Linked DNA regions of Arachis hypogaea: region 1 is linked to region 2. A link is a contact called in public Hi-C data. All regions are on one chromosome and are shown on one strand. Each heading gives the region's core, a stretch centred on a gene start, on an enhancer-like site or on the middle of the called end of the contact. The rest is flanking DNA. Distances are from core to core; before and after follow the strand shown.

What was found. Hi-C and Micro-C count contacts between places; a contact is called where the count stands out from the background.
Region 1: a contact with region 2 is called in a Hi-C map of leaf, with 2.2 times the contacts expected there. The contact joins the promoter of LOC112741949 here to the enhancer-like site in region 2. A contact is called at or near these places in 3 of 8 Hi-C or Micro-C datasets (leaf and an unstated tissue).

Annotation. Positions count from the first base shown.
Region 1 is chr14:34,579,272-34,584,006 of arahy.Tifrunner.gnm2.J5K5, reverse strand. LOC112741949 (vesicle-associated membrane protein 721) reads left to right here and starts at 3,457. Exons shown (of 5, transcript XM_025791143.3): 1 at 3,457-3,911; 2 at 4,057-4,204; 3 at 4,314-4,434. The coding sequence starts at 3,722. LOC112741951 (peptidyl-prolyl cis-trans isomerase FKBP17-1, chloroplastic) reads left to right here. Exons shown (of 4, transcript XM_025791144.3): 4 at 466-703. The coding sequence ends at 588.
Region 2 is chr14:34,418,520-34,423,316 of arahy.Tifrunner.gnm2.J5K5, reverse strand. No RefSeq gene overlaps it. Among protein-coding and RNA genes, the nearest start is that of LOC112741947, 36 kb to the right of the region's middle. Within about 2 kb of position 2,401, at least 3 of the 3 cell types and tissues checked have open chromatin away from gene starts, as enhancers often do.

The sequences.
Region 1 (4,735 bases), core at 2,208-4,707, 160 kb before region 2:
TTTTTCGAACACGTTTAGACACACTTAAATATTATTATGTGTTAGCGTGTTCAATCTTATTTTTAACATGTATTCTTGATACGAGTTTAAAAATAGTGTATATTGTTATTTATTAAAATAAAAAAATATTTTAAATATTTTATATAATTAAAAAAGACATTAAAAATAATTTAAAAAATATTTATATTTTATATATACATCGTATTCCCGTATCTTATAAGAATTTAAAATTTGTGTACTCGCATGTTCTGTGTCTGTGTTAACGTTGGTTCATTATATATCACTTCTAAAACAAAGAAGTTGATAAAGTGATAATAAAAAAATTAAGATATTAAAACTCATATAATAAAATTCTTCACTTTATTATTTTAACGTATTCTTTTTCTCTATTGTCAATCCCTTAGCTTTTATTATTTCATTCAGTACTAACATTTTGGTCTCTTCCTTTCATTTTTTTTAATAAAGTTCTTTGACAGGCAGAGGCTGTTCACAACCATATTTAATCCAACTCGTCTTGCTAATGGAGAAGGCTCCACTTTAGGGACACTTATATTTGACATTGAACTGGTTAGCCTGAGGCATCAATGAATTTCTATCTATTTGTAAATTTAAGGGTAGTCATATTTCATTATCCATTGTTATTAGCCAAATTCAGTTATCTCAACCTATGGTGTCGGCAATGCTGATTTCCTTGTTGCTCAAACTTTTGCACTACCATATTAGATTGGTTATGTTAGAAGTTACAACTTATTGGTCTTTCTTTTAACGAATAAGATGGATCATATTAAAGACTGAAATCATTGCTAAAATGATAATGACAATAAACTTGTATTTTAAAGAGTTAAAAGTACATTATACTTTAAAAATCCACTACTAATTAAATAAAAAGTAGAATCCCAAATTATTTTTTATAGTATTTTTTCTTGCCGATATATTAGTCCTTAAATAAATAATTGGCTAGACAATCTATCCATGATATATGTAAAAATTAAACACAGTAGTATTTAAGGAGAAAACTTGTTATATTTCTTTATATTCTATATAATATAATATATAATAAAAATTGCAAAAATAATTATCGACCAATTTAAAATTCAATTAAGAAAAAAGATAGTTTTGTATATACATCTCATATTAATACATAATTCAGAGAAGAGGTACACTTAAAAAATATAATATATATTACTTAACTTAATAACTATATCAATAGATTATTGACTAATTTTTTTATAAATTTAAATTTTAGTTAAAGATTTAACTATTAATAATATTGTGGATTAGCGAGTAGCGACTACAGTCAGAATGGTGAGTTGGAAGTGTCAAAGTGAATGGATGCGCCGTTACCTTTTTCTTTTTTGCTGGAAGGCATGGACCACTATCATAGTTAATTTAAGAAAATTTTGAAATATTAATATTTTAGTAACTTTAATTAATATATATATTTAGTAATTTTAAACAGTATAATTAAGTATTTTTTAAATATTATTTTTTAATTAATGTTTAAAAGAAAAAATAAAAAATAAATAATTTTTTTATTTTTTAAATAATTAATACATGAAAATAAATATTTAAATTAATTAAATAATAATAAATTTTTAAAAATATTGAATAAAAACTAAATTTTAAAAAATAAGTAGCATTTTTTAATTTTAAAATTCTTTTCATACTAAGAATTATAAATCCATTATTAATTTGTTGCCACCAGGTTCCCGGCCAACGGTACCCCACTAGCCGCTATCCACTGTGACTCTGCGTTTTCTCTTTATTTCCTCAATTTATTTATACTAAACATTCGCGTGTAATTATTTTTATATAAAATTATTAATTAATATAATTTGATAATAAATTTAATTAAATATATTAAATTATTTAATAATTTTTAATTAATTTTATATTAAAATAATTATATATAAATTTTATTTTAATTTATACATTTATTTGTATATTAACGAGGATAAAAATTTAATAGAAATTATTTTACATAAAATTAATAATTAAAAATTATTAAATAATTTAATTTTTTAATTAAATTATTATTTAATTAATTTTAATTATTAATATAAAAAAATTATATCTAAATTTTCACTTTTAAAAAAATATAAAATTATGAATTTAACTTTTATATAGTACGATATAAAATGTAGTTATGCAATTATAACTATTTTTTTTGACAATTATTCATAAAGTAAAAGATAATTATTTTTATAAATGTAATGTTGTATTATTGAATGCATTCATAAAACAGTTTTATACTCACAATAAATAAAAATTAAATTCATAGCATATTAGTATAGAGTACTACTACACATTTAAATATTTTTTGTAACCAAATTTAATCAAGTTGTCATAAATTCTCCTTCTTGGGAAAATCGTGGGGAGCTCTCGACAACCGGGGAGAATTCAGGGAGAAATCAAGTGAGAGAACATAAAATGAGAAGACACCACATCCAACTCAAAACCTTAAGGTGTCAAGTTAATGGGTCTCTCATCTTATAAACTCCTCACTCTTCCATACTTTCTTTGATGTGGGACTAACTTCAACACTCCTCACACTTGCAACACTAACAATATTGTTGCTGCATTTTATTTTTGTTTCTTCTTCTCCTTCTCTTTTTCATGGTTTTATTCTTCTCAAGAGAGTAAATCAAGAAAAATTTTGAAAAAATAAAATGAGAAGGAGAAGATGAAAAAAGATGAAAAAGAAGGAGAAGACGAAGCAGAAGATGAGAAGGAGAAATTTAAATGAAACGAAATCAAATGAATCTAAATTAAACTAAGAAATAAACCGAAATTTCTTAAGGAATAAAAAATTTAGTCAATAATTAATAGCAGTATAAAGTGAACATTAGTTAATTCAAAAATGAACCGAAATTAGTTTAAATTTGAACAAAAACTAACTAAACAATCACACATGAACAAGTTCAGCAAATTCAAGTGAAACGAAACCAAATGAACCTAAATTAAATTAAGAAATGAATCGAAATTTTTTAAGGAATAAAAAATTTGGTTATTAACAGCAACATCAAGTGAACCTCAATTAATTCACAAATAAACTGAAATTAATTTAAATTTGAACAAAAATCAACTAAACAACTACACATGAACAAGTGCAACAAATTCAAGCAAAATGAAATCAAATGAACCTAAATTAAACTAAAAAATAAACTAAAATTTTTTAAATGAAAAAAAATTTAGTTAATACTTAATAGCAATATCAAGTGAACCTCAATTTAAAAGAAGAAGCGACGGCAGTAAAACTTGTGTGCATGAATTTGTGACAACAAAACGTGTATATGAATTTAAAATATTTGATTGAATTTGATTAGAATTATCACTTAAATATAAAACTTTATTCATTAGTATAATAGAATAAATTATACCTATATTAAACTCAAATAAATAATGACTTTATTAGTAGTTAACTTCAAAAGCCAACGGCTTCCTAAATAAAATCCTCCTCTCGTGCTTCTTTTGCGAGGAATGTCCAAAATTAGTTTTTGACAATTTTTTAATAAATAAAATATTAAGAATAATTCAATAATCAAAATTTGCTATTTGTTTTTATTGTCTCTATCATCTTCCCTTTCAAAAGAAAAAGTAGAAAGAAGCGTTCGTTGGTTAAGAAGCGATTCGATTCGACAGAAGCAGAAGAAGCAAAACCACTGGTTTCTTTGTATTACTACTCAGATCTGATCTTGAATCAGAAGAAATCAAAAGAAAAATGGGCCAGAAATCTCTGATCTACGCCTTCGTCTCTCGCGGAACCGTGGTTCTTGCAGAGTACACTGAATTCAGCGGCAACTTCAACACCATCGCCTTCCAGTGCCTCCAGAAGCTTCCTTCCTCCAACAACAAGTTCACCTACAACTGCGACAGCCACACATTCAACTTCCTCGTCGACAATGGCTTCAGTCGGTTCCTCTCTTTTTCTCTCTAGATCTGTTTTCCTCTGATTCAATTTTGTGTATATATGTATGCATTTTTGCTCAGATGATTGTTAGGGTGGAATTCTCATTGTGTTTGAGTGATTTGAAATGCTGCATTGTCGTTTTTCAGCTTACTGTGTTGTTGCGGATGAAACTGCTGGAAGGCAGGTTCCTATTGCGTTTCTGGAGCGAGTGAAGGATGATTTTGTTTCTAAATATGGTGCCTCCGATAAGGCCGGTGCTAATGCTGCCGCCAACAGCCTTAACAAGGAGTTTGGGTAATTTTGTGTTTTGTGCTGTCGTGAGAATCGAGACTAATTGATTATGGAGGTTGATTTGTTTGAATTTGTGTAAATTGTGTTGTTTTGTTTTGTTTGGATGGTGCAGGCCGAAATTGAAGGAGCATATGCAATACTGCATCGATCACCCTGAGGAGATAAGCAAGCTTGCCAAGGTTCAGAATCAGGTCTCTGAAGTTAAGGGTGTCATGATGGAGAATATTGAAAAGGTACATACAGATGCCTTGCGAGCTGTGATTTATGGGCACTGCCCACGCTGGTGTGTTGGCTTATGGCGATATAGTTGTTACTGCTGAAATCGAAGAGATCAAATTGGTGGATCATAGGTGTTGTGTTTCTACAAAGCATAGATGCTCTTTAAAATTTCAAAAATAAAAAAGACATGTCATAACACAGTGGATCTTTGGAAAATTAACATAATACTTAAACATCATTAATGAGGCTGTTATATTAGTTTAGTCAGCAACTTTTTCAAACTTCTCAAACTCATGCTGTTATACATTGTTGATA
Region 2 (4,797 bases), core at 1,152-3,651:
ATAGAATGTCCCGACTAAGGAAACATATAGTCTCGACCTCGTAAAAGAATGATCTAACTAAGTGTCCAACCTCCACCGGCCGACACCCCCAAAATAGGTTATCTGGCCTCGTAAAATAACTCAGCCAAATCAAGTTCAAAAGAGAGTCCTCAGTAACTTGTCAAAATTTTTACTAAGATACAAAGCTACAGAAATCCGAAAGTAGCTACAACAACTCACAATTTAAGCAAAGATATTCAGAAGATATTTGTTAATTCACATAAAAACTACCACAAAATAAATTATAAAAATTTTTTTAAAGGGCCATAGAATACCAGAGAGTTTATGAAAATAAACTAAGAAATGCCTTGTTCGCCAGTGGTCAAGTCAGCAACACCTTCATCTTAAGTTGCAGGGAGGGTCTCGACAAAGGGGTTTGAAGAAGAGGGAAGTTCTTCATCCATTTGAGTCGGGAAGCCTTGGGAGTTCTCCTTAGCTCGGGGACTTATTGTTTTTAGATCTCCAGAAGGAAGGTCATCAGCTACAGGAGGGACAATCCTCCCTTCAACCACAACCAAAAAGGTTACAACAAACAGATATATTTTTAAGGAACATCAACAAAACACCACCAAGAAATCATTTTTTTACACAAACACCAACTGCGTCAGAGGCACAAATGCATTATCCAGCAAGAAACATGGGTGCAAAAAATAAAACAAGAAAGGCAAGACCAACCTTGATGGAGGATCGATTGAAGGAATGCACGTAATAGCAAAACACGAACGTTCCAGAAATCTTCAAGCAAGCACGAATGACAATTCAAAGTAGAAATTCAAGACAGAAAAATCTTGAAATGAAAAATGGAGTTACGATGAAATGAAAAGCCTTGAGAGAGATGAAGTAAAAATCCCAGAAGAAGAAGCAAAAAGAAGAAAGAAAAAAGGGGTTGAATATATATAAGACTCTAGAGGCCAAACAGTAAATTCACCCTCCCTCATTTATGACGCGCACGGTTACTCAAGTAACCATAAGAAACGTGCGAAGGATTATAAAAAGACGCAACGTTTCAGATTCACGAACACGTCGAGTACCTGACCTAACTCCTCGAAAGGCGGTTTACCCGACGTGATAAACCAACACCGTAATAAGACAAGTCCGACTTGTAAATGCTTGAGTCCGATCTGATGAAGTTCGGTCTCAAATAGGAGCAGTGTTCATATCTTGGCACAAAGAACAACCAGGCCCAAAGTAAGTAAACCCAAACAACATATAAAGGCTTCACTAGCACTTACCCGACCTTGTGAAGGTCGGGCTCGACAACACCAACATCAGTCCTACCTACCCAAATTAATAACTACTATAATCTCTTCCATTCATCTAGAAGGAAAATCTCAACAACCTTCTCAACAAAAGTGGACGGTTATCCACCATTAAAGGTAGAGTTATTCAAAAAGGTGGTTATGGACTCTACATGTACAATTATAAATACTCTGACACCTTCAGGTACACTTTGGACTCAATCTACTAAAAACCTGCTTAAACCCTTACTAACTTAAGCATCGGAGTTTCTTGTAAGTACTACCCCCACCTCCTCACGAGGAACTCGGATGGTGGCACCTCGACATAGTAGACATCGGACGCTTCCCAAAAAACGTTTGAACCTCACATTCAAATAAAAAAACCCAATTTCAAGTAACCTTCGGAACACTTACCATCTTGACCAATGATAGACCCATTTCTTATTCATCCACTGGTTCAATATAGTTTTCGCTATACATATTGTAACCATCTATTTTTATGTTTGACGATTAGGCCCATTAACAATAATCATATCAAAGAAATCCAAAATTATGAATTTGAATCTAGACACCACGAACCTATTTTTTATGGATCACTATTGTCATCAATGGAAACATCGAAAACGATTAATCATCATCAGGTACATCTTTTCTTCTCTTTGTCCCCCCCCCCCCCCCTTTCTTGATGAAAAGATACATAGTTATGCGTCTTTTATGATGAAGATTAAGATAGTAGACAAGAACTTGTGGTGGAGTGGTGGTAGAATATATGAAATGGATGGAACAAAAGATAAGATAGCAACATAAGATTGTACATTTGGACCTCACTGATTTAGATGGAATAAGCAATCCTTTCAAGTTTCAAGGACACATCTAATCTTTTGATTTATGTCGGCTTCATCCTCTTTTTTCTGGTGATGAAACTATTTCATGTGGATCCAACTCCTAATAAAATAAGAGTCCACTACTATGAAAAAATTTTGCTTTACTTCAGAGTTTAGATCAGTGGGTAAATGGCTCTTTTTAAGGCCTCAAATCAGACTCTTCTGATGGGCTTTCATTGTCCCTGTGGGCTTTTACCCATTAAATATTAAAACTCAGGTTGGAATTTTTTATAACTAAGCCCATTATATTTTCTAAACTCACTCTTTTTGTGTATTCTACTACGTGTCCTATTAATCTAGTCCATAAAATAACTCTTAACAAAAATATAATGTAATGAATTTTTATCCTTTTTCTTTTGGTAGAATCGAGTAGACATGAATTTGCCATTCAATTTTTTAAATACCTAAACGAACTTGTTTAATTTGTTTTCCAAATGTAACGTAATGAACCATCGAAAAAAAACCTGAGTAGGCCCAAATTTAATTCAACAATTTGTTTTAAGACACGATTCTATTGCTTATCAATAAAAGATACTAAAATATTAGAGGAGTAATAACTTTTGGTTTAAAGCTACCTAATACACTAAATTTTTGACATTTTATTAATTTATGCACATAAATATGTACATGTGAATCATGTTATTAACTTTTTTATTAGTGTTAATTATATATTGGCCAAAAAGTTGTTGGTCATCTACTCATCTAACCGGACCGTAAAAATATAGTATTCCTTAATTTCTCATTGTCATTATTATTTATTAAACTAAATAATGACACTGACATATTTTGTTATCTAATTTCAACCCATCTTAGAATTATAATAATATACGCATGAATGAACACATAATCTCCCATCAAATTAAGGTCAATCTTCAATAAGCATTTTGTCACCTTCAATCATGGCCAGGGAATTGAAATTCCACAAAAAAGCATTTGCATAGGTCCAACAAAAACATTGATGCAAAGAAAATACCAACACATCTATCATCTATATATATCTTAACGTATATTATCATCTCTCTGTTTTTGACATATCCTGTTATTCAAACTTAAAAACGATTTATGATGAATCAACATGTTTTGTTTACATTGGTCAAAACAGGCCATAGGAAAACTGAAAACGGTTGACACAAGACAGGTGTTAATAGCAAATATTATTATTATGTATTAAGGCGGCAATGTGTGAGATTTTGATATACTTCATCATTATTTGCATTGTCATTGTCTAGAGCATGGATGTTTCACCTAACGAAGCTTTTATTTGATGCCAATAATGTTATTTAATTAATTTTGGTTTCCTTGCTTCTAAAGCTATACTCAACATGTTATGGATCGGAACCACAATAATAATATATATTCATAGGCTTTAATTAGTTACTGAAAAAGGGACAATTGCATATAAAATGCATTGTCAAATAATAAAATTTAATTTGTTTTTAATAAAAAAAAATTATGTTATACAGCTACTGTTCAAGTATGTCTTTGGAATACCTATTATCAAGACCCAATATTTTTATTGTATCATTGTTTTCTTGAAATAATGACATGTTTCAAGGTATTCATTTTATTGTATATATCTTTAATTTATTTTGGGATGAAAAATATCATTCATCAAACAATATAAGCCATAATTAATAAAGTGTATCTAGGAGCAAAGTTAACGTTACATCTTCTCTTCGATTTGATTTATATCTGATCTGTTATCATGTTTATTAACAATTTATTTGTTCAAACACTAACCACTATCAGGAAAGGATTATCATGTATTTTTCCACATTTAATTTATATACAACCTGTTTAGAATTTATGATGAATTATAAAATAAATTTGGTATTTATAACTTAAAGATATAATCCAAGTATAATGAGAAAATTAATCTAATATCAAATTAAATCAACAAAAAATAATATGAGCTAGATTTGGATACTCTACTAATATATAATATCTTAGATATATATTCTAACACAACTATTGTGCAGTGCTAATATCATGGGTGAGTTATTTATTTATTTATTTAACTATTAGCTCATACTCCTAGGAGTAGCTTATATCATTTGACAAATTTATTATTTTATATTAAAAATACTGAGAGTTTGTACTTACTAATTTTTTCCTTAATAATTAAGTGACCATAAATATTATTTTGGTGATAAAAAGTGACAACTATTGGTGATATAAATAAAAAGTTAGCAAAATGATGAAGTTTGTGCTGTACTTTGAAATTTCGTCCGTTCAATAATATATATCTTCATATATTTGGCTGGATTACTTTCAATTACAACCTCAAAATAGCAATAACGAACTTGAATGTTCAGTGCACAATAATAGTTGCATTATTATGCACACTCCATAAAATAATATAGGAAAATAGTATATGATATAACCTACGACAACTAAAAATTCCTATAATATATAGAAATTATTCCCCTCACATGTTGATGAAATTTTCATTTCTGATAAGTGATATAAGATTAAACTAAACTAGATTAAGCCAAGTACTACACCTCCTATTTAATTATTATTGAAACTTCTAACGCGTGGATATGCTAACATATATGCCATGTGGTTGCTTTCCACCCACTAACGAATAACTATTTAAAATAATAATAATAATAGTTTTTTTGACCTTTTATTTT